Regions from separate parts of the Mus musculus genome. Here all the other regions are linked to region 4. Evidence: chromatin contacts called from public ChIA-PET and HiChIP or PLAC-seq data. All regions are on one chromosome and are shown on one strand. Each heading gives the region's core, a stretch centred on a gene start, on an enhancer-like site or on the middle of the called end of the contact. The rest is flanking DNA. Distances are from core to core; before and after follow the strand shown. Region 1 overlaps Inka2 (inka box actin regulator 2). Region 2 overlaps Gm38712 (a long non-coding RNA gene). Region 3 overlaps Rap1a (RAS-related protein 1a). Region 4 holds the start of 2010016I18Rik (RIKEN cDNA 2010016I18 gene). Region 5 holds the start of Kcna2 (potassium voltage-gated channel, shaker-related subfamily, member 2). Region 6 holds the start of Kcnc4 (potassium voltage gated channel, Shaw-related subfamily, member 4).

Evidence for each region. HiChIP or PLAC-seq counts read pairs in DNA pulled down with a chosen protein or histone mark. ChIA-PET counts read pairs in DNA pulled down with a chosen protein or histone mark.
Region 1: an H3K27ac HiChIP or PLAC-seq map of regulatory T cells shows a contact between it and region 4, with 5 times the contacts expected there. The contact joins the enhancer-like site here to the promoter of 2010016I18Rik in region 4. A contact is called at or near these places in 1 of 39 promoter capture datasets (the C10 cell line), 3 of 115 datasets of contacts at active chromatin or transcription factors (bone marrow-derived macrophages, hepatocytes and regulatory T cells) and 2 of 9 other capture datasets (adipose tissue and macrophages).
Region 2: an H3K4me3 HiChIP or PLAC-seq map of bone marrow-derived macrophages shows a contact between it and region 4, with 2.6 times the contacts expected there. The contact joins the enhancer-like site here to the promoter of 2010016I18Rik in region 4. A contact is called at or near these places in 6 of 39 promoter capture datasets (the C10 cell line, cranial neural crest, embryonic stem cells and 3 more), 1 of 484 Hi-C or Micro-C datasets (Th1 cells), 4 of 115 datasets of contacts at active chromatin or transcription factors (the 230-238 cell line, acute myeloid leukemia, bone marrow-derived macrophages and 1 more) and 2 of 9 other capture datasets (adipose tissue and macrophages).
Region 3: an RNA polymerase II ChIA-PET map of effector CD8 T cells shows a contact between it and region 4, with 32 read pairs. The contact joins the enhancer-like site here to the promoter of 2010016I18Rik in region 4. A contact is called at or near these places in 1 of 39 promoter capture datasets (liver) and 6 of 115 datasets of contacts at active chromatin or transcription factors (the 230-238 cell line, bone marrow-derived macrophages, effector CD8 T cells and 3 more).
Region 5: an H3K4me3 HiChIP or PLAC-seq map of bone marrow-derived macrophages shows a contact between it and region 4, with 5 times the contacts expected there. The contact joins the promoter of Kcna2 here to the promoter of 2010016I18Rik in region 4. A contact is called at or near these places in 4 of 39 promoter capture datasets (the C10 cell line, embryonic stem cells, pre-B cells and 1 more), 1 of 484 Hi-C or Micro-C datasets (bone marrow-derived macrophages), 6 of 115 datasets of contacts at active chromatin or transcription factors (T-cell acute lymphoblastic leukemia, acute myeloid leukemia, bone marrow-derived macrophages and 3 more) and 3 of 9 other capture datasets (adipose tissue, liver and macrophages).
Region 6: an SMC1A HiChIP or PLAC-seq map of large pre-B cells shows a contact between it and region 4, with 9 times the contacts expected there. The contact joins the promoter of Kcnc4 here to the promoter of 2010016I18Rik in region 4.

The regions. Positions count from the first base shown.
Region 1 is chr3:105,720,206-105,723,638 of GRCm38.p6, forward strand. Inka2 (inka box actin regulator 2) reads left to right here. Exons shown (of 2, transcript NM_175398.4): 2 at 1-637. Among named protein-coding and RNA genes, the nearest start is that of Inka2, 17 kb to the left of the region's middle. Within about 2 kb of position 2,061, at least 47 of the 459 cell types and tissues checked have an H3K27ac peak or open chromatin away from gene starts, as enhancers often do. A contact at or near this core is called in bone marrow-derived macrophages and regulatory T cells, where this site is marked.
Region 2 is chr3:107,060,613-107,064,269 of GRCm38.p6, forward strand. The region is part of intron 2 of Gm38712 (a long non-coding RNA gene); the gene reads right to left. Among named protein-coding and RNA genes, the nearest start is that of AI504432, 23 kb to the left of the region's middle. Within about 2 kb of position 1,794, at least 46 of the 459 cell types and tissues checked have an H3K27ac peak or open chromatin away from gene starts, as enhancers often do. A contact at or near this core is called in bone marrow-derived macrophages, where this site is marked.
Region 3 is chr3:105,761,791-105,765,419 of GRCm38.p6, forward strand. The region is part of intron 1 of Rap1a (RAS-related protein 1a); the gene reads right to left. Among named protein-coding and RNA genes, the nearest start is that of Rap1a, 38 kb to the right of the region's middle. Within about 2 kb of position 1,846, at least 80 of the 459 cell types and tissues checked have an H3K27ac peak or open chromatin away from gene starts, as enhancers often do. A contact at or near this core is called in the 230-238 cell line, bone marrow-derived macrophages, effector CD8 T cells and 4 more, where this site is marked.
Region 4 is chr3:106,483,773-106,487,295 of GRCm38.p6, forward strand. It overlaps 2010016I18Rik (RIKEN cDNA 2010016I18 gene), which reads right to left and starts at 2,141. Exons shown (of 2, transcript NR_033207.1): 1 at 2,032-2,141. Dennd2d (DENN/MADD domain containing 2D) reads left to right here and starts at 2,268. Exons shown (of 12, transcript NM_028110.2): 1 at 2,268-2,548; 2 at 3,101-3,276. The coding sequence starts at 2,461.
Region 5 is chr3:107,099,950-107,103,386 of GRCm38.p6, forward strand. Kcna2 (potassium voltage-gated channel, shaker-related subfamily, member 2) reads left to right here and starts at 1,618. Exons shown (of 3, transcript NM_008417.5): 1 at 1,618-1,810; 2 at 3,235-3,437.
Region 6 is chr3:107,457,497-107,460,884 of GRCm38.p6, forward strand. It overlaps Kcnc4 (potassium voltage gated channel, Shaw-related subfamily, member 4), which reads right to left and starts at 1,402. Exons shown (of 4, transcript NM_145922.3): 1 at 705-1,402. The coding sequence starts at 1,394.

The DNA.
Region 1 (3,433 bases), core at 811-3,310, 760 kb before region 4:
CAACCACAGTATCTACTGGAAGTGCCTCTCCCTGCTGGGCACGGTTGGTAGAGGCGGCCAGATCTCTGTTTCCTCTTTCTTCTCTCCTCTATGCTCTTCTGTAGCCTACCCTCAGGGTGATCTCTAACCCAAACTAATCCCGAGGAACAGACACTTGGCTCAGCTCCACCTACTACCTGGCTCACCTGTTCCCAGAATCTCCATAGAAGAGGGCACTTTCTTTCTCAAGTTACCCTAACATTCTCTGCAGGATAAAATCATGAGTCCAGCCTGTCTGTGGAACTGGGGCCTGTCTGCAGCTTCCCTGCAGAAGTGTCCATTCACTTTGGGTGATCTTCCCGACCAAGATACTTAGGTGTTTTGGCCAGCACCAGTATTTCTATGAATTCCTGATCTGGAGTTGAATAGACAGGAATCAAGACCTAGGCTTTTCACTGTGTGAACCTGAGCATGTGGCCTGACCTGCTGGAAGCTCCTCTGCTCTTGTGTGAAGCAGGAATGCTGTCAGGCACACAGCACAACACACCAGTGGTGGAGAACGCTAATCCCAACACACAAATTCCACAGAAATGGCACTATCCTCGGGTCTCCTGCCTAACCATGGACAAAGCTGAGAATAAACAGTGCTTTACTTTGAGCCCTGGTGGTCTGCTGAAAAGTACACAGCAACTCTCATTTTATCACAGGATTGTGGCAAGGACGTAAATGTAGTCTTGTCCACTGCAGTTATGGCTTACCTGGGATGTTAAATGTTGTCAAATGGGGAAGGATAGTCTGGGCCAGGCTAGGGAGGTACTTGGAGCTCCCACTGCCTCAGGACCTTCCCCTCCCCTAAGGATACACCCAAAGTCTTATGGACTCAATTGTCCCTGACAGCTTGGAGCCTCAATTGCAGGCCAGGGATGGAAATGAATGAGCCAAATTCTATGACCAGCTGTTTCACCTTCTTGGCCACAGCACTCCTTTTCTCTAGCTACCCTGGAGGGGGGCGGGGCTCCCTAAGATTAATCCTTTTCCCCATGAAGCCTGAACTTGACAAGACTCTCTGCCCTTCGGGTGACCCTTCCCTTCCACTCACCTCCTCCAAGCACACCCACGCAGCCATCACCAAGTCATCTTTGTCCCTGCAACGAAGTTCTCATTCTTACATTCCAGTCTCCCACTGGTGTCCTCTCTCCTCACCAGCCCTACGGTTCCCTGAAAGCATCCCTGTGCTGGTCAGAGGCCTCCAATCAGTGTGCCCCATAGCTCTCACAGGGGATCTTGACAATCTTAAGTTTTCCTTTTCTCTGCATCTCCTCAAGCAGGATCCCTGACTGGACTCTACCCTATGCAGGGACAACAGGAGTCAGTGTTCTGTACTTCTGTTCATTTTTTTAACTCCTTCCAACACTGTGTCTCCCCTCTTCTGGCCAGGCAGGGTAGTTTGGGCACCCATCTGGAATTGCTGCCAGTTCAAAGGGGGGAAGATGTCCTCATCCAAAGTTGGGGCTTTGTAAGGGTACCAGTTGTGTGTGGGATCTGTCTTGATTCTGTCTTCCTGTCTGTCCCAAGTGTCAGAGAGCTCAAGTAGACTCCCAACTGGCCTGACTGACCTTGTTTCTGGCATTTCACTCACTTTACCCACCAAAGTACCTCAAGCTGTTCCAAGTTTTGGGTCTGCCTGTGCTGTCCCAACAAGTTCAGTTCTGCTCTGACTGCCTTTTATTTCCCCAGCTTGAGAGCCCTCCCGTAGGTCTCATCTGTGCCTTGACTTAACCCCCAGTACTTACTTGGGTTGGTGAGTCACTTCTGCTTCTGCACATACTCTCACTTCTCCTCCAGACCTGTGACCACCTCCAAGCTAGTGAGTACTCAGTCTTTCTGCCTCCAGTACTGAGCACAGGGCTGCTGCCTGTGTGATCTCCACCTCCCAGGGAGCTCTGAGCTGAGCCCACCTTTAGTTTATCCTGTTTAGGAACAGCCAGTGGCCAAGCCTTTCTTAGTCGACCCCTGCCCCTGCATTTCACAACACCGAAGTCTAGTCCCCAGAAAAGAGGGGAGCCATGACCAGTTATTGTCAGAGCAGGAAACAGTATACAGGCCCCTCGTCAAGCTGTTGTACAGAACTGTCCCTGGTCCACTGCTTGGCTTTTAATTCTGGCTGGCTGTGGAATCGACCTCACCTTCTGTTGTCATTGGGCAGCTCAGGCCTTTCAGGTGATTAGCTACTTTTCTCTCAGTAGTTACTGAAGAAGTCCCCTTCTTGCCTAGCCTCTTTCCTCCACTCTTCCTGACCTGGATCACCTTCGTGGACACGCTTTTTTTTATATCAATATCTGGCCCCAGACCTTCCTACCCCAGGATGTTCCCTAAATTGTCATGCTCTGATGTTCCAGAACACCAAGCCTGCTAGATCCTCCTCCCCTTAGTGTGACTATTAAGGGAGGGGTGGGTGAGCAGTGTAGCGGGGAAGGAAATTGAGAGTTGGGTGGTGAGTGCCTTCTCTACCTCCAGTCCCACCTCTGGCTACACTCCAGGCATTGTCTCCCCACCAGGCCCTGCTTGCCAGAAAGGCAAAAGGTACACAGGCACTTGTCTGGAAGTTGAGGGAGAGGGGTGGTCATCAGAAACTTACACAGATGGAGTGTGTGTGTGCGTGTGTGTGTGTGCACGAGTGCTGGGATTGACTCACTGGGCTGGCTTACTTACACTAGACCCTCACTGCCACGGTGCCACCTTCTCCATAGGCCTGTTATCAAGTACTTTGGGGATAAAAAAGCAACAAAATTTCTTCCAAATGAAGAAAGAAAAGCATCAGAACCCCTGTGTACCAGCTCCCTGGCCACCTCAGACCATGTTCATGTTCAAGTCAGATCCACCACTGGTCCAAGGACCTTGGTCATCACCACAGAGCCTTAGGCTAAACTGAGTGAAGCGATTGTTCAGACTCTCTCTTGAGGTTGCAAGCATCAAATTAGTAAACTCTGATTCCAGAAACTGGTTAGTTTTTCAACACTGGTTTCAGGGGTCCAAAGAACTCCAGAGCTCTTGGTACAGGCCTTAGGACTCTGATGGGAGTATAGGATCAAATAGTGTCTTCACGATTCTTTTAGCTCTGCACAGTGCACAAGGGCCAGGCAGGCCCCACCTCCACGGCTCCAAGTCCTACTTTTCAAATTGGGAAGGCTGAATGGCTAGCACTCCCTTAACAGATGTCCCTTCAAACTATAGCCCATCCAGCTGGAGAGGAAGATCTCAGTGATGCTTAGGCAAGTTGGCCAGGAATTGCATTAATAGCTGTGGCCCGTGGATTTCCCACCCACAAGGAAGGGCATGGCAATGGGATGTTAATGAAGAAGCTAGTACCTACTTGACATGACTAAAAACTGATTCAGCGCAACCCTAGACAGCCAGAGGGGTTGCTGCCTCACCTGTAGTGTAAGGGCAGAGA
Region 2 (3,657 bases), core at 544-3,043, 580 kb after region 4:
AAAGTAATCTTTAGCTCCACATGGTGACACATGCTCTTAATACCAGCACTTGGGCAGTAGAGGCTGAAGAATCAGAGTTCAAGATCATCCTCAACTACAAAGAGAGTTCGAGACCAGCCTGAACTACAAAATCATGTCTCAAAAACAAATGAACAGAAAAGGAAAGGGGAGAGGAGAGGAGAGGAGAGGAGAGGAGAGGAGAGGAGAGGAGAGGAGAGGAGAGGAGAGGAGAGGAGAGGAGAGGAGAAGAGAAGAGAAGAGAAGAGAAGAGAAGAGAAGAGAAGAGAAGAGAAGAGAAGAGAAGAGAAGAGAAGAGAAGAGAAGAGAGAAGAGTCAATAGATTATAATTGTTAAGCAGTAAAAAAAGCTTCTTGAAAATATTTCAAACTATTGCCGTATTTTGAATTCTAACTCTAAATGTTTCTCTCTTGGAAATTTTCTCTCTTAATTTTAAAACATGAACATGGTTGAGGAAATTAATCTGTATTTTCAAGTCAGCCACTCTTACCTCGTGTAGTTGCTGGAGAAGAGGAACTTTATTATTCCAAGAACCTTTGGGTCCTCATTTTAAGCTTTCTGGCTTAGAATCAGGCTATCAGATTTCATCTCAAGTGTAATTTTATCCTCAATATTTAAACATTTCCAGTAGTTTCTAGACTTCATACTTTAATCTCCAATCCTTTGAAGTATTCTGCTCAGATAAGGGCTCTTGTGTTTAAACTATAAAGGATTCAGCCATTGATTTCTCTATAAATTCCAGTCAAAATGACTTTCAGTTAAAAATATACACACATTCTCTCATTCCTGTGAAATCTACTAGAAATTAGCCTACTTGAGGCTCCAAACACCAAACACAAAATGGAAAATTCTGGCAAGGATGTGAAGAAAAATGATACACAGTCAGTGAGAATATAAAATAAGATAGCCGTAATAGAGACCAGTACTGAGGCTCCTCCAAAAACTAAAACTAGATCTACCACATGACCCAGTTACTCCACCTCTAGGTGTCTATCCAAAGGAAATGAAATTAGCATATCAAAGAGATGCCACCTCCTGGTGTTTGTTGCTGTACTAGTCACAATAGCTAAGTTATGCAATCAGCCCAGTGCCCATCAGCAATTAAATAGACAAAATGTGCTAGCTGTGTGTACAGTAGAATGGGCAGCATTAGGGGGGCCTTAGCTGACATAAACCAGACATAAAGGGAAAGTACAGTGCATTCTTTCTCCTATGTGAAAGCTCTACAACACAGTCAACCCAGATGTGGACTAATGATAAATACAGGTTGGGAAGACTGAGGACAGAGTAGATAGAAGAAAACCGGATCAGGGCTTACTGTTACAAGTACTGAAAGTCTCTCACTTAACTCCACTGATGCATGCAATTAATACATACTACCAAAATAAAAGGTGACAGAATAAGACTTTAGTTGCTGGTAATTCTAGGTAAACTCCTCCACAAAACAGAAAATAAGGATGTTTCTATCTGCATGAATGAAGAATATAGATTCTTGGAAAGAAAAACTAACTCTGGGACTCGCAAATGGGTCTCGATACCCTATTCATCTCAAAGCTCTCAGGTCAATGAAACGGGAGTCAGAGAGGCAAGGAGTGGGATGTAATTAGTGTGACTGGTGCTGGGGACTTGTTCAATGACAAATTGTGAGGTGGCTACTTTAAAGGGCTCCCAGAAGCTCTGGAGAGGCAAAGCTCTTCTGTCCTAAGGATAGGTTGCGGTATTCTCAGATAAGTCTCTTCTTGTCTCTTCCTAGTAAGCGTCTGTCAGCTGAGAAGTCTTTCATCCGGAATCCAGTTATGTGGTTTCAGTTCAAACCTTTTTGGTGTCTCTAAGCTCCCTAGCACTACAGCAAACTTTGCATCTGGAAATGTGTCTTCATGCACAACCTATCACACTCTCCTATCCCCAGTCTGAATTGTCACTGGTTGAATGAACTGGCATTCTTCAAAAGCATTACTATCAGAGCAATTAATTACTCCTTAGCTGGCATCAACAGATCTCAAGTTTTGAGTCTTTTGAGACTGAACAGGTTTAAGAATCTGGAGGCAATGACAACTTTTACACACTAAGATAGAAAGCTTCCCTGTGCTAAAGGGAACAGATTACATGGCTAGTTATCTGAACTGAAATAATCATTCTAATAAAATGATCACACACAGATGTCTTACCTCACTTTTTGAGTCACAGTTAACCTAAAATCCAGAGAGGAAGTCTACTTTACGTTTTTTCTAGTTTAACATATTTCTTCACAATTTGCCCATCCCTCTAAGAGAAGCTTGCAACTACCAGGACTTTGAAGTCACATGACTCACAACTATGAGTCACAGGCTGATTCATCCTACCAATAGCTAACCCTCCCATCTTACAATCAGGCCTTTAATTCCACTGGTAATTCAGAAGCAAGCTTGCAGCTGTTGTGTATCACCATTATTGTTAGTTGTTAAAAGCATGTCAAGAGTATGGTCTGCTTCTGTTTTTCTTTTTAACAAAGCTTCTACTGAAATAAGAGCTTGTCAGAGATTTATAGTGGGAAAGCAATACTTTTAAGTGGAAGTTGAAATTCCCAGCTAATATTTTAATAATCGAGCCTTCATTTGGCTCAACATCACTTGTATTTTGATCCAAACATCATGTTTGTTAAATATTCTGACTAAATGAAACACGCCACCCCCAAAAGTCTTAGTAACAATCAGGAAAATAAAAGAGTAGTAAGTGTGTTAGATTCTGAGGGTTAAGGACAAAACAAAGTGAGTAGTGAGGAAAAGCCCTTTCATGATTCAGACACCTCTGAGCTTTGTGCCCCTCCCCCAGATGATTTTTTTATATGCGCTTGTGTGACTTCTGTCAAAACTTCAGGAAAAGAACGGGCTTCTATCTTTTATGCTCTCCTTCTCTCCTAGGTGTCTGAATGTGTCCGTGTTGGGTGATTCCAGCTTCATTTCAGACTGGGAAAGTGAATCCCCTCTCCTAACCCATGCCAGAGTTCCAAGAAGTCTTTGGAAAGAACTGGCCTCAAAAACCCCACAACTGGCCAAAAAGCAGAGAAGAGACTGGCCAATGCTGAGCCCTAAATGAAAGATCTCCCTCTTCTCCTGAGGCTCAGGGGTCACTGTGGAAGGAGTGGAAGGATGGTAAGAGCCAAGACAGTGATAACTACAAGAAAACTGTCTTCTAGACACAGCAGGGCAGTTGTATATATGAACTCACAGTGGCTGTGGCAGCATGCACAAGACATATGCAAGCACAAGCCAGGCCAAATCTCAGGATGGAGAGGGGGTAAGCACTTAATCCCATCTTTAGCCAATGAACTATTGTCAACTGATGACTCCGGGAGAGGAATAATCAGGTTTCCCTAAGAGTGTAGACTCTGAACTTCTGTGCTAATGTCCACTTATCAGTGAGCATGTGCCATGTGTGTTCTTTTCTGATTGCGTTACCTCACTCAGGATAATATTTTCTAGTTCCATCGATTTGCCTAAGAATTTCATGAATTCATTGTTTTTAATAATGTGTAACTATACCATATTTTCTGTATCCATTCCTCTATTGAGGAACATCTGGGTTCTTTCCAGCTTCTGGCTATTATAAATATGGCTGCTATGAACATAGTGGAGCATGTGTCCTTATTACATGTTGGAG
Region 3 (3,629 bases), core at 596-3,095, 720 kb before region 4:
TCTGATTATCTTTGACTGTGCATTTAGTGGTAGTGTTGAGAAAACATGTAGTACAAAAGTTGACCCCAACACGGTAGCAATTAGAAACAGAGCAGACTTGTATAAAAGCACAGGTAGGTTTCTAGGGGTAGCACAAGGTAGTGTGGGAAGAGCAACACTTCCCAGCCTCCTTGCCCCCCTGCCCCCAGTGAGTCGCAGCCACTGAGTATGTGTTCTCTTCTCCTTTGGAGATGACCTCACACCTGTTCTCTTTCCTATACACTCAAATGGAGAACAGCCACTCTTCCAGAACTCAGGTCATATTTCCTGTCAACACTTTATTACATATGGTTTATTTAACAATCTGAAACTATAATGTTGCCTTATACTCCAAAATAAAGGGTGAAAACAAAACCAAGTCTAGCTCTAATGTAAATGAAAGTTAAATAATAGAGATGCTTGATTTTGTGCTATATGTTAAGAAACATACAAAAGGACACAGGGCTTTCTAGGATGTGTATTAAAGATCTACATTACATCAGACATTCTATTTTCTCAAAATAGAATCAAAAGATTGTATAAAATTAGAAAGCTCATTCTGATGAGATAAAAATTAGGAGATAAAAATTGCTAATTAAGGATATTTATAAATATATTTCATTGAAGGTTTACTGCTCCAACCATTCTTTTTTAAATGGTCATCAACAACCTACCAAAAACTGACACCTAAATCACTGGAACCAACTGTCATCTGATTGCAGCAAACTCAGTCTTTTCCCTGTGGTGATTTTAATTAGAATGGCCAGTGTAGGCTCATATATTTGAATACAGGGTACCCAGTTGGTAAATCCAGTTTGAGAAGGATTAGGTGTAGCCCTGTTTGAGGCAAGTATGTTACAGGGTCAAAATTTGAGGCTTCCAAAACCTCTCATTATTCCTAGTGCACTCATTCTTTCTGTTTGAGATGTGAGCTCTCACTGCTGCACTAGCTAACGTGCCTGCTGCTTGCTACCACAGGGCTCTGTCATGGTGGACCCCAACCCTCCGAAACTGTAAGCCCAACCAATTAAACACTTTCTTTTATAAGTTGCTTTCGTCACAGTGTTTTATCACAGAAAACAAACAAACAAACAAACAAACAAAACCCCAAAAAGTAAGTAATATACCCCCTCCACTCTATTCTTTACAAAGTAGCTGGGATGATTTTCATAACATGACAAATCAGTCACTTTAGTAACTACTTCCTTATAACCCTCCAAGTGAGTAATATGATTTATTAGTGACCACCATTACCTTTAAATATAAAGATAGAAATGCTTAAGGCCTAAGAGGGAACATTATAATTTGAACTCTAAATCCCTCCCTAGATTTATCTTACAATGTGCCCCCTCTGTTCTCAACAGTCCAGCATAATTGGCTTTCATTCATTTTCTTCAGTGTACCATATTCTCCTCTGCCAGAGATTTCCTCTGCAGGTAAAATGCTTTAGTGAGGAGATGGGGCCTGGTTTGAATTCCCAGTAACACAAACAAACAAACAAACACTTCAGAGAATAATGACGCAGCAAAATGGGGAAAGGAGCTCATGGACGATGTGGTTTATGTTTTCAAAAGCAGTATTTGAGTGTGTGGGGGCCAGAGGAAATTAAAGAACAGAGGTGTGCAAAAGAGCAAGGTGGCAAAGCCTCCAGAAGACTGGCAACTTCCATAAGAAAAAGAGGGCCCTAAGACTGGCAAGCAATAGGGATTAATTACTAGAAGATCCTAAACGGAGCTAAATCCAGCCTTTCAGGCCATGGCAAAGACTTTGGCTGTTAGCTGGCATGAGACAGGAAGCCACTGGATGACTGAGCAGAGAGGCTGTCAAGCTTCCTCTAGCTATGAAATAGATAAAGGGCAAAGGCAGGAAGAAGAATGAAGACAACCGCAAGCACCCAAGACAGCATGGACCAAAGCAGCTGCAGTGGAGGTGGCAAGAATTAGTTTCCAAGTTGAAGATGAAGCCAAGCAGAGGATCTGGGAAGAGGGGGAGACTGCTAAAAAATAAACAAACAAGAAAAACATTAAACCACAAACTCAGAAAATGCAGAGGACACCAAGTAGAGTGAACATAAAAACATCTACTTGGGCAGATACTCAGACAGCAAGAAAATAAAACAAAGAGTAAAATGGCCAAAAGAGCCAGAGGGAGGAGGAGCTAAGATAAGAATTACATCAGAATTTTCTTCCAACCACAAAAAAGGATATAAAGCAAAATGTTTAAATCATTCAGACAAAATCTGCCGCAATATAATTGTGTATCTAGGTCAATTATCCTTCAAAATGAGGGAGAAAAGACTTCTACAAACAACAACTGAACAGATTTGTCATCAACAGGCCTACCTTGCAAGAACTGTGAGATTCTTTAGAAATGACAATGGTTTAAACCATAAACTTCACTTTTCCTTTTGCTGATCTAACAAATAACATTTGCTGGAAATGAATACACAACATACCAAAATGTATAAACAAGGAGAACAGAAACAAATCTCTCACATTTGCTTATAATAATAGTACTGTACTGACAGATGATAGCACCTGTCAGTAACTGACAGATCTAATAGGCAAAGCCAGTAAGGACAGGGTTGACCCACACTCAGAGAATATTCCACCAACAACAATAGAATATATATTGTTTTTCAGGGGATATAAAAATTTACCAACAGAGTAAATACTCTATACTATAAATACAAGTCTCAATAAATGTAAGGGAATTTAATCCATACAAAATGCCTTTTGTTTTCCACGAAATTGCTATGCTCTGCTGTGGTGAGCCTGCTCCTCTTCCCCATCACTTTTCATCCCTTTTCAATCCATTTCATGGTTTCCTGGCCTCATCTTTGAAACTGATTCCAGTGTGGAATAGTTAACATCCTCATTTCTAATAGATAGTGCTCTATGTAAGAAAGAAAAACTGTCAGAATCCAGTCTCAGTTCCTTTTACAGCTTGACTATATCAATGCTAAAAGTTTAACTTCTGAAGCTTGACTTAATAGTCCATAAACTGTATTAGAATAGATTGGGGAAGGAATGTATATTTAAATGTTTAGGCAGTATTTCTAAAATGATCAATACTTAAACTTGTTATCTTTTCCATAATATAAAAATGCCCCCATTGAATTGTGTCACTAAGACATGATAGTCACATGAGTAGTTTTCGTCTCTCCACATAAGCAGCACTAATAAAATTGTTCTTTAAGGCAGTGAAGCAATAGTTAATGGCTTACATCCTGTATCAATATTTTTAAATAAGTGAACTTTAAAAAAGTCAGTTTTCTGAATATATAACAAGTCTTTATGTTTGTTCTTTTATATAACTTTATTTACTTATTTTCTCAGTTCTAGACATTATGATCTTTAGTCTTTTAAGAAACTGTGTACTTAATATGTATAATATTAAGCTGCGTACTTAATATATATAATAAAAAAATTAACTGCATGGAGCAAAATATATCCTAACTGATAGAATCAAATTTAGAATCAGTAGCAAAGATATGAGAATCTCCAAATATTTGGAAACAATATATTTCTACTATTCCAAGTTTTAAAAAAGAAATTAAAGGAGAAGTTAGTATTTTGCTGTTATATGAGTATACGAGGCAGGGTCTTTTT
Region 4 (3,523 bases), core at 891-3,390:
GGACCTGAGTAATCTGCTACTGAATGGCTAGGGTCTGCTTCCTAGGGCTCAGAGGACACATTTCAGTTGTTCTCCACCTTACCCTCACAGCAGCATATGGCTAGCAATGGTACCTGGAGGATCTTCCTTGTGGTGGAGGAACAGGAAGGCAGGCATTCTATATGTACCTGGTCACAACTTTAGCACCTGTCAGGTCATATGGGTGTGACTCTTTCATCTTTCTTACTGTCCTCTTGCTTCCTGGGGGATTTCCCCTTCTGGTTCACTGGCTCAGGCTGTTTTGTCTTAGAGATGTGTGTGTGTGTGTGTGTGTGTGTGTGTGTGTGTGTGTGTAAAACACTGGTAGGGAAGACTGTTACGGTGATTCTGGGTTGCTAGCAGTTCAGCAAAGAACACACAACAGCTTTTCAGATCAAGGTTCCCTAAAGTCCCCTCTCTTCCTTCAGGTGGTTGTGGGAGGGGCTTCCTGTTGGAGGAACAAGTATAACCAGACGCCTGACTTCCCTAGAGGAGTGGCTCCTCCCTCAATTAAAATTGAGGATAATAATCCATTCCAGGGCATCCGGGTCAAGTGAGGTGCCTTCTACTATAGAGGAGTTTGATGCATATTGATCCTTCTCGTGCTTTTCTGTGAGAACCCCTTTTGAAAGGGGGAGAAGGAGAAAACACTCTGTTGGATCTTGAGCCTCAGCCCAAAGGTCTTAGTTACTTTTCATTGGTCTGGGATTTCTGACATTGCTGGTCCCTTGTTTCTCCTGATAAAGCAGGAGGAAATGGAGTGAAAAGCCAGCCCCAAGGACTGAGGAAAAGACATTTCCTGAGCTTCTGGGATGACCAGGAAGATGACTCTGGCCCCCCAAGCCATTTGCTCGCCACCCATCCCACTCCACCCACTACCTCTTCCTACCGGGAGATGTTTACTGTGTAATACACCAGAAGGCCTGAGCCTGGATTTGGAACTTTTTATGACGTTCACTTTGTACAGATCCTGTTCATTTTCAATTGCCTCCGAGTGACTTAATGCCTCGGTTTTCCTTTCTGTACTAGGCATGCTCTTGCTCCGTAAGGCAACCAGTAAAGATTATGCAACATGTCTATACAGGCTACAAGTAAGACACAAGTACTTTCTGTGGTGTCTTGCTTCCCCGTTCTCAAGATCCCAACTCTCATCATCTGTACTATGATTGCTGCTTCCGCCACAAGTCAATGTTGGGTTTCTGAGTCCTGCATTTTACCAGTGCCACAGTTTCAGTGCTCTTAGGAGTAGGGTGACAGCCTTCCTTCTTACCATAGCAACACACTCCCTCCCAGAGGGCTGCTAATTCTTTGCAGGAGTGGCAGACACAGGCACCAGATCCTTTTACTTCTTCCCTCCCCATTAAGTTACTTCTGGGCAAAGTCTCCTTCCTCTTATCCTGTACATTTCCTTATTCAGGACTTTCTGTTTAATAACCCAGGGTATCAGCGACTACTTTTCTCCTCTTCCTCAATCTCTAGACATAGTACTGGGCCTGCTGTTTAGCTTGTCCTGGCCCAACCAGAGGAAAGGCTGAGCAGGGGTAGGGGAGGGGTGAAGATGCTCTGTACCCCTACAGCTGCTGATGCAACTAGGCTCCTACTCTAAGCTGGGGACGATTTCCCGAGTCATTGCTTCCTTTTAGTAAAGATGGTGAGAGAAAGGATTCTTCCGGAACCCTGGAATAGTGAGAGAGATTTATGCCTTAGATCAGGAAAGATTGCCAGGGAGGAGTGGGTGAAGTAATCACCTTCACAGCTATTCTGTATATCTGGGCCTCTCAGAGGTGGGCCTCTCCTGTTACAAGTTATTAGTACATTTAGAGAATGAGTGGGCAAGTCTACTTATCTGAATCAGGGCAATCTGGCATCTTGGCTGCAAGAAGTGTTCAGTCCTGGGTTCCTGAAGATCCTTGATGTTTTAGATTCGCCAGTTGGCCTGGTGGGACTTTGCAGCTCCCGACGATTGCTTGAAAAGGTGATCGTGAGCAGTGGAGGATGAGGGATGTAAAATACCTGTGCTGTGCCCCACGAGGCACTGGAGTCCATAGTCTGATCTTCACAGGCATCCCTCGCTGCCTGGGTTTGTAAATAAACTCACCACATGGTCTGCAAGCACTGGAATTGAAAGCCCTTGGCCCAGAAGCAGCTGTGCCTTGAGATGTTTGCTCATGACCTTTTCTGTTACCACACCCTGGGGCTCTTGGGAGGAGCCAAGAGCTGAGTTGTAGTGCCAGGATGCTGCTTCTGTCAGTGCCCACACTAAGCTGCCTCGTGGGTCCTTTCACATCCTTCTTGCTCAATTACGGAGTACACAGGATGGAAACTGCTCTCTGCCTTTGGGAGACAGCGTGTGGCTCAGCTCAATAAAGTTGTGATTGGAGACCAAGGCAGAAGGCACTTTCTCAGGCTTTCTGTGGCCAGCCTGAAGGAGAAAGAACATCCATGCCCCCAAAGCTCAGAATGATGGAAGGACAAGGGGTAGGCCGAACCCTCAGGCTGCTCCGAAATCGCTTGCCACGACTTCGAGCAGGTCAGAACTGGATTGCCTACTTCCTTTTTCGGATGATCTTTTTATGGGCTGATTCCTGCTGTAGTGATCCTCTTTTTCCTTTATATGCTCAAACCCACATGGCCCCCATGTGGTCAAGCCAGGAGGATTGCCTTATCAGTTTGCAGAGCTAGTCCCGTCTGTTGCAGAGGTCTTGCTATAATTACCAAAAAATGCCCTATGGGTCTACTCTGATTATTTAGTGCAAATTTACTCAGGGCTCACAAAATACCCAGAACTGTTGCATCAGGCAGACTATACAGTGTCAGGCATCAGGCCTCCAAGAACCTCCACAGCATGGCATGGCTCCTCGGTTCTACATCAGTGTTTTCTTTTCTTCCTGTGTCACTCCACAGTTTCAAGTTTCCCAGGGCAGGTATGGAAATTGCCCCCTTGGCTCTGATCCTGCCTGGTGGTGCCTGGTCAGGCTTGGCACTGTAGCCTTGAGGCATGGTTGTTGCCCAGATTCTCGCTCGCACTACAGAATGGAGGAGTGGAAAGAATACTCAAGAGACCCTTGCATCTCCATTTTAGGACAATCCCAGAACAATCCTGGGGAAGCTGTCACAGAGCCAGAAAGGATCCAGGAGCATTCTCCATCTAGCTTTGCTGGAGGCCAGCACTTCTTTGAATACCTTCTTGTTGTTTCTTTAAAGAAAAAGCGTTTAGGGGATGACTATGAGCCCACGATCACTTACCAGTTTCCCAAGGTAAGGATGGAGGGAGAAGTGGGGCCTGAGGATGGAGGTGGGAGGACGAAGGTGTGTTTAAAAGGTAATAGAGGAGTTCTATGTCTTACCACGCTGCCTGGGCTCTAGCCCTGAGCTCACTGCTCTAGTTTCCTTTGTAGCCCAGCCCTAGTTTTCTGTAATCACCCAGAGAATCTAGGTCTGACTGCTTTGTGAAGGACTGACTGAAACTCTGGAGCAGGGAAACAATGCTCTTGCCCCTGTGGGA
Region 5 (3,437 bases), core at 368-2,867, 620 kb after region 4:
GCATGACAAATGGGAGAAACAGAGACCCTCAGGGGAACCATCCAGAAGGAGTACATAGCTGAGCACTGTAGGTTGTTTCTGCTGAATAGCTGAGACTACGGTAGAAAGCAGGATGAATAAGAAACACAGCCCAGTGGTTAGGTACAAAGAGAAACACAAACGGAAGCCTAAGAGATCTGAGAGCAGACAGGGCACCAGAAACCATTGTTTTTTAGGTGATTGTTAGAGATAAACTCTTCATGCACAGTTTACCACTGACAGGTTGCTTCTTCTGCAGCAAATTTACTTATCCAATAACTTGACAGAAATTGAAGTTTGAATTTGGCAAGTGAAACACCCAGGCTAGACTCTGGATCCTGCATTGACAACCGATCTTCATAGCCAATCTTCCAGGAGCCAGAAGCCAAACGAGTCTGGTCTTACAAGACATTGATTTCCCTCTAAGCCCACCAAAGCCTTCTAGCTTTGTAGCTCTAGGTAGGGTCCAATCTTTCACCCACCTTATAGGCTCCCACTGGGAAATGGCCGAATCTCTTAGAACCTTCCCTTGCAGGGAAGCAGGCTTTCAGAGTTTCTGATACTTGCATAAAGAGAACTGTCTTAGCAGAAAGGGCCAGGGAAGAGTCTTTCACACACCAGAGCCCCTCTGAACATCAGAGCTCAGAAGTTCATTTCAATGAGTCCCTCTGTGGAGTATCCGTGTAGGCGGTTCTGACAGGGGGCCTGCAGAACTGTACTAGTGAAGGCTTGGAGCTTTTGCAAGGTTTGCAAGCCAATCTGGACCCCCTAAAACACTCCTATCCCCAACCTAAGCCAAGAACTTCCTATACAAATTATTTCCGAGGCAAAGGGCATATCCTGCTCTACCATGCACCCCCACGGTGAGATCGTGGGCCAGCTGGTGGTGTTAAGATCTGTGAAAGGGCTTTTGTAAGGAGCCTGCTCTCCCAAGGGCAACTGTGTGTCCCTCCGCCCTCTCTGTCCAGAGCCCTGGGGAAAGGAAGTCAGAAAGGCTAGAAGCCAGTCCTGCAGTTCTGTTGTTCTGCAGTTCCCCCCAACCCCCACCCCGTGGGGGGCAAAGACAGCAGTGAGTTTCTGCTACACTGAGGCCAGGCCCTCACCTGCTGTATTGTCCTGGGAAACCGAGTCTGTGCTGGGTAAGAGAGAGGTGGGGCTCAGGAGTACTGAAGGAAACGGGGATGCAGAAGCAGAAGGCAGGAGTGGGGGGACTGGGGTCTGCAGATTCTGTCTGGCAGCATCTTAATAATAGCAACACATCTCCCTCGGGGCTGGCTCGCGCTCGGGCCTGGGATGGTATTGATCAGTTCATCCTGCCTACTTCATTATGTTGGCAAGAACCTCTCAAGCGCTCCTCAACTTCTACCCTCTCCCCTGTCTCCCGACCCAGGCAGTACCCAGCTGAGCTCTGCGCGGAGTTTTGTTTGGTAAGCTAGGTTTTGTCAAAGAATGGGGTGTTTTCTTTGCGGTGGGGGTCCGGGACACAGGGATCTAACCCAGTGGCCAGCTTGGCGGCGGCGGCGAGCGACACACCTCGCTAGCTCTGCCCCAGCCGGCCCCTTTAATTCGAGTTCGCTGCGGGGCCAGGTGCGGCGCTGCGTGGCGCGGTGCGGCGCGGTGCGGCTGCGGGCGGCGGCCGGGCGCTCCGTACGCGCCGCCCGCGGGACTGCAGAGTCGGCTCCCGGCTGGCCGCCCGCACCCCGCCGCCACCACCGCCACCGCCCGCTGTCCGGGTTCTGCCTGTGCTGGCTGCCACCCAGGAACATGGAGGCTCTGGTACCCATCTGCAAGGGTAAATCAGTGTCCGGCATTCTGCTGCGCATGCTGCCATCCCTGACCGGCTGCAGCGCCCATAGGGGCTGCAGGGTACCACGGTAGTCTGGGTGGGCGAGGTGGTGCCGACCCTTGATGTCGGCCTGAAGGGCTGTGGATCCGCACCGGCTGCGTGGGACTTAAGGGGGAGACTTGTTCCTGCAGAAGAGTGCATGGAATGGGCTCGGGGACCCTGTGGTCTGTGCGTGACATAGGGCGGAGGGCGCAGATTGGAGCTGGCGGGTGATGGGAAGTGCAGCTGACTGCATAGCCACCGCTGGTAAATAGTGGGTGGGTAGGACCCGAGTCACTTGGGTCCTCCTGGTTGCATTTGCCTCTCGGCAACGGAGTAAAATGGGCTTCTCTGCAGTCTCTTGTTTTTTCCACTTGGCCGGGGTGGTGGGCTGCCGTGAAGCTCTCCAGCCTAAAAGGAAGCTAGATCTGGAGCAGCTGCCTGGCGACGCCTGCTCTGCACCCTCAGAGTTCGGGCTCCTGTGTTTCAGGTGGAGATGGAGTCTTGGTGGTCCCTCGGCTGGACCTCGCAGGCACCAGCTAGGCTGCCCTCCGGCCCGCAGCGGGAGCCCACCGCACTGCGCAGGAAGGGGTTAAGGTGGCACACTCTAGCGGTCCGGCGGCTGTGGGCTCCGGTCAGCCCAGCGGATTCCGGCGGGAGCGCGCCCGGCGGAATCCCGGCTGGAACCCCGGGCGATGGGAGAGGGCCCAGACCCCTCCCCGGCTCTGGGGCCAGCGGGATTGGGTCGGCGGGGGGCCAGCCCGGAAGCCAGCTTTCTCTAGGCTCCCCCTCTATGTGAAGCCAATCCGCCCCGCAGTCAGGCAGCTTGAGCGTTTGTTCTGTGCTTCCCTGCCGAGATGTGAGGGATTTTCTCTTGGGAAGAAATCGGTGGTCGAGTGCTTGCCCAGCTCAAATGCCACCCAACCCAGAGCAAGGCCTGAGGCCCAGGGATCCTGGAGGGAGAGTAAGTTCAAGCGACCCCTTCTATTAGGCATTCTACAGAGGCAATCTTGCTGCTTGTGGGACCTCTCTAGCTGGGAAGGAGTGTGTGTTGTGGAGGAAGGATTGCTTCTTTACCAGGACATGGCTAAGGTCAGAGAGGAAAACCCTCCCTCTTGGGAGATATGTCTTCTGACACCAAGAAAGCTGGGTCGCTTCTGTTGGCAACTGAGGTCTAGGGAGAAAGTGCTTCAAGCTGATGGGAAGGGAAAGCTTATGGTTATCCAGGAGAGGTTAGGAAAAGGCTCCTGTGGTGGATCTCATTCACAAGTGTCATGGAAAGTAGATGTGGGGGCTTGTCACTTGCCCTGAGGGGATCTGCCAGAGCCCTTAAAAGTCTTGGTCTCAGCTGCCTGGAAGCCTTGGTCCCACCTTGCTGCTGTGTTTTCCAGGCAACGTCACACCTCCGGAGGACAGCCAGGAGGACTCAGGCTTTTGCTGAGCTGTGCATCTTGCCTCCTTCCTTCCAAAGGCTTCAGACCCAAGCTCCACTCTCCTCCTCAAGTCGTGGTGCGCGCCCCTGGCCAAGCATCTCACTGTCCCTCGAGCCCCATCCAGTCCTAGAGCACACCTCCAGGACCTGCCCTCCTGCTCA
Region 6 (3,388 bases), core at 152-2,651, 970 kb after region 4:
GAGCAGTGACAAATCTGGTATCATCACCAGGAAGCTTGTGGCCGGCCACTGTCCTGGGATCCTAAAGTGGGAGGCTTTTCCTGTCTACTTCTCTCTCCTGTCAGCAGCAGCCAGGCTGTGACTGAGGTACAGAAAGCCTTGGGACATGGCCTGCTCCTAGGAGAAAATGCCCTCTCTCAGGAGAGGGGGCCTGTGTTCTGGGGAATCTCTGTCCTTTATGAGACAGGTATTCTAGAAACTATGCCCCCCCCCCCTTTTCTGAAATCCATAGGCGCCTGCATACAGAGCTGCTGGCAGGATAGAAACAGGTTAAGTGTCCTACATAATCCACGGTTCCTTCTCTTGATCCGGCCTCACCCCTGAAAAAGGCCAAGTTTAAGCTCTCCAGGACTTTGTGGTCCTGTGGAGGGCAATTGTGCTGATCAAAAAGGAGTGAGAAATGCTCAAGTTGAAGGCTTGCCACTCACTGAGGGGCATGTGCCAGAGCAGACAGCTCGGATCAGGTCCAAGTAGTAAGTTAAGTGTGTGCAATTTCCTGATGGAGCATGCAGGAGACCAAGGAGGGTGGGTGTTAGGAGGCAGGTAGTTATCGTCTGCCAGGTACGTCAGTCTCCTTCCAACCCCCTCCCCATCTGACCTACCAACACTAACACCAAGAAACCCTTGGGCACGGAGATGGGGAGATCCTGGCTTCTGCCACTCACCCTGGCCGCCCGGGATGAGTAGGGATCCTCGAAGAGCGCCCACATTCGGGGCTGCCAGCCACGGCACCCTCCGGACCCAGCACCAGGGCCAGAGCCTCCTTCATGGGGGCCCAGGCGCTGCAAGGCCAACTCCCGCTCATCGTCGCCAGCCTCGTCGCCTGGCCCTGCGCCACCCCCGCCCCCGTCCGGGCTCTCGAAGATGTCCAGTGCCTCCTCAGCATCGCGGTGCTGCCGGTAGGTCATCCAGCAGCAGGGTTCCACATCTGTTTCATCGATACCCCAGAAGGTGAGCTCTTCCTCAAAGAGAGGCCCACAGACGTCTGCGGGGCAATGCAGCTTGCCCGTACGGTAGTAGTTGAGCACATAGGCAAAAACACCCGGGTGCCGATCAAAGAAGAACTCACAGCCCCCGCCGCCGCCGCCGCCGCCGCTGCTGCCGCTGCTGCCTGCACCGCCGCCATCCGACTCTGGCCGACCCCCGCCGTCGGGATCCGCCAACCAGGCAAGGCGGGTGCCCGGTAGGGTGCGCAGGGTGCTGCGGTAGGTCTCATGTCGCGTGCCGCCCACGTTGATGATGATCTTCTCCGACGCCTCGCCCTTGGCCATCTCCTCCTTCAGACATGTTTTGGACGGAGGCTTGTTCCCCGACTTGCGCCCGCGGTAGGAGGAGACACACACCGAGCTGATCATAAGAAGCGCTGCGGGGCTCCGGCTTGGGGCGGCCGCTGCCCTCCAAACACCCTTCCCAAGGAGGCAGCGTCAGAACGGGGAGGGGGAGGAGACGACAAGGAGGAGGTGGAGGAGGAGGAGGAGGCAGGAGGTGGTAGCGGCCCCTTCTGCGGAGTGGCTCTGCCCCTGCCTCCCCCCCAACCCCCCCGGGGCGCGGAGCAGGAAGAGTTGGCTTTCTGTGGTGCACAGGTGGTTGGGATTTAGGCAGGCAGAACCTAGTGGAGGCAGGAGGTGAAGACCTGGGTCGAGGACTCAAACCAAAGGGTCCGGGGTCCCAGGAGGTAGGGGCAAGCACAAGGATGCTCTGGGCCGGGGACACGCCCCCCCGACCCCAGAAAGGCAGAGAAGCGCACAGTCCCAGAGCACTGCGAGGGTCCGCGGCGCGCGCGCTCACACTCACACGGGCCACCCTTTGGCTCCTAGAACGCGGCGAGCCCGAAGGCGGCAGGGTTTCTCCGGGCGGCGGCAGCGGCGGAGGCAGCAGCGTAACAGCAACAAGTCCTCGGAGCGGCTACCGGGGCCGGGCGGATGCTCCTACGGTAGCCAGAGCTCTGCGGGGCCGGGCAGTGTGCGGTCAACTCGAGGCGGCGGTGGCGGGCATGTGGCCCGTTCCCCCCATTCATAAATCCAGCGCGGAGCACCGATGGCGGGCGGGGTTGAGTCGAGCGAGACGGACCAGCGGGTGGGGGTTGCTCAGGACCAGGCGGCAGGAAAACAAGCGCGCCCGCAGCAGCGAGCCTGGGTCCTGCGTCCGTGGCCGGGAGCTGCGCCGGGCTGGATGCAGCGCTGCGGGGGCCGCGCCGGGACGAGGGGGGGTTCAGACGGGGCGTCCTGCGCGGCGCAGAGCCTGGAGGGCGGGGCTGCTCTGAAGAGCCAGGCACCGGGTGCTGGCGGAGTGTCCCGGGCGGTGGCCGAATGGCCAAGGACACCTGCAGGCTTCCTGGGCCGCGCCAAGAGGGAGCCTCAGCGCAGCGCCCCGGCGCCGGGTTCCTGAGATCTGGCGCCGCCGGGAGCCGCGCCATCTGCGCGTCTGCCCATCTCCGGGCGGGGCGCCGGCCTTGGCTCCCTGCTAGGGGCGGGCGCGAGGTGGTCTAGGGAAGGGAGCGCCTGGGCGCCAGAGGAATGGGGCTCAAAGGGCTCTGCGACTCCCTCCCGCGATGACAGAGGATGCGACGCTCCAAGTGGCGCCTTTTCCTCTCGGCCTCGCCTGACCAGGGCGCACCCTCCGCGGGGCGGGGTGGGCGCGGCGCTGCGAGGCGCAAGGCCGACCTGGGGCGTTGCGGAGCTCGGGCAGCAGAGCTCAGCCTTCATCCGCGCATCCCAGCCCAGCGGAGGCGCGTAACCCGCTAGCAGCCAGTGCCCAGCGTCGCGCGCCGCCCCTGCGCGCCTCCGCTTCCATCCCCTCTCGGCCCCACTCCCCGCCTCTCCGTAGCCCTCAGCTCCACCCACTGCAGCCCTTGGTGACACCTGAGCGCTCCCGACCCCTGACCTCTAACCTCTCTCTCTTCCTGTCTGTTTCTCTGCACCTCCTCACGCAGAGTCTAACCTGTGTATCCCTTACAGCTAAGCTGGTTGTATTGTTGCAGTTTCACTGTTTCATTGTGGCTGACTGGAAGCCAGGGTGGAATAGAATGGCAAGACTACATCAAGGAAGAGCCTCCTTCTCTCCTCCTCCAGAAACCTGGTCAGACCACCATGGCCCCATCCTGCGTCTTGGATGCTCTCGATCTTGATATTTATGATCTCTGACATATTCACCACAGCCTCCACCTTGGAGCCAGGACAGCACGGCCTTGGGCAGAGAAATGTTTCTGGGCTAGGTGGAGAGAAGTCCTAAACCTGCTGCTCTCAGTAGAGAAATGGTTTATGAGTGTGTCCTTGTGTCCCTTAAGATCATCAGGTTGAAGGCCTGGCTCCCTGTTGCAATGAAGGGAACTTAGGAGGTGCCATACTCT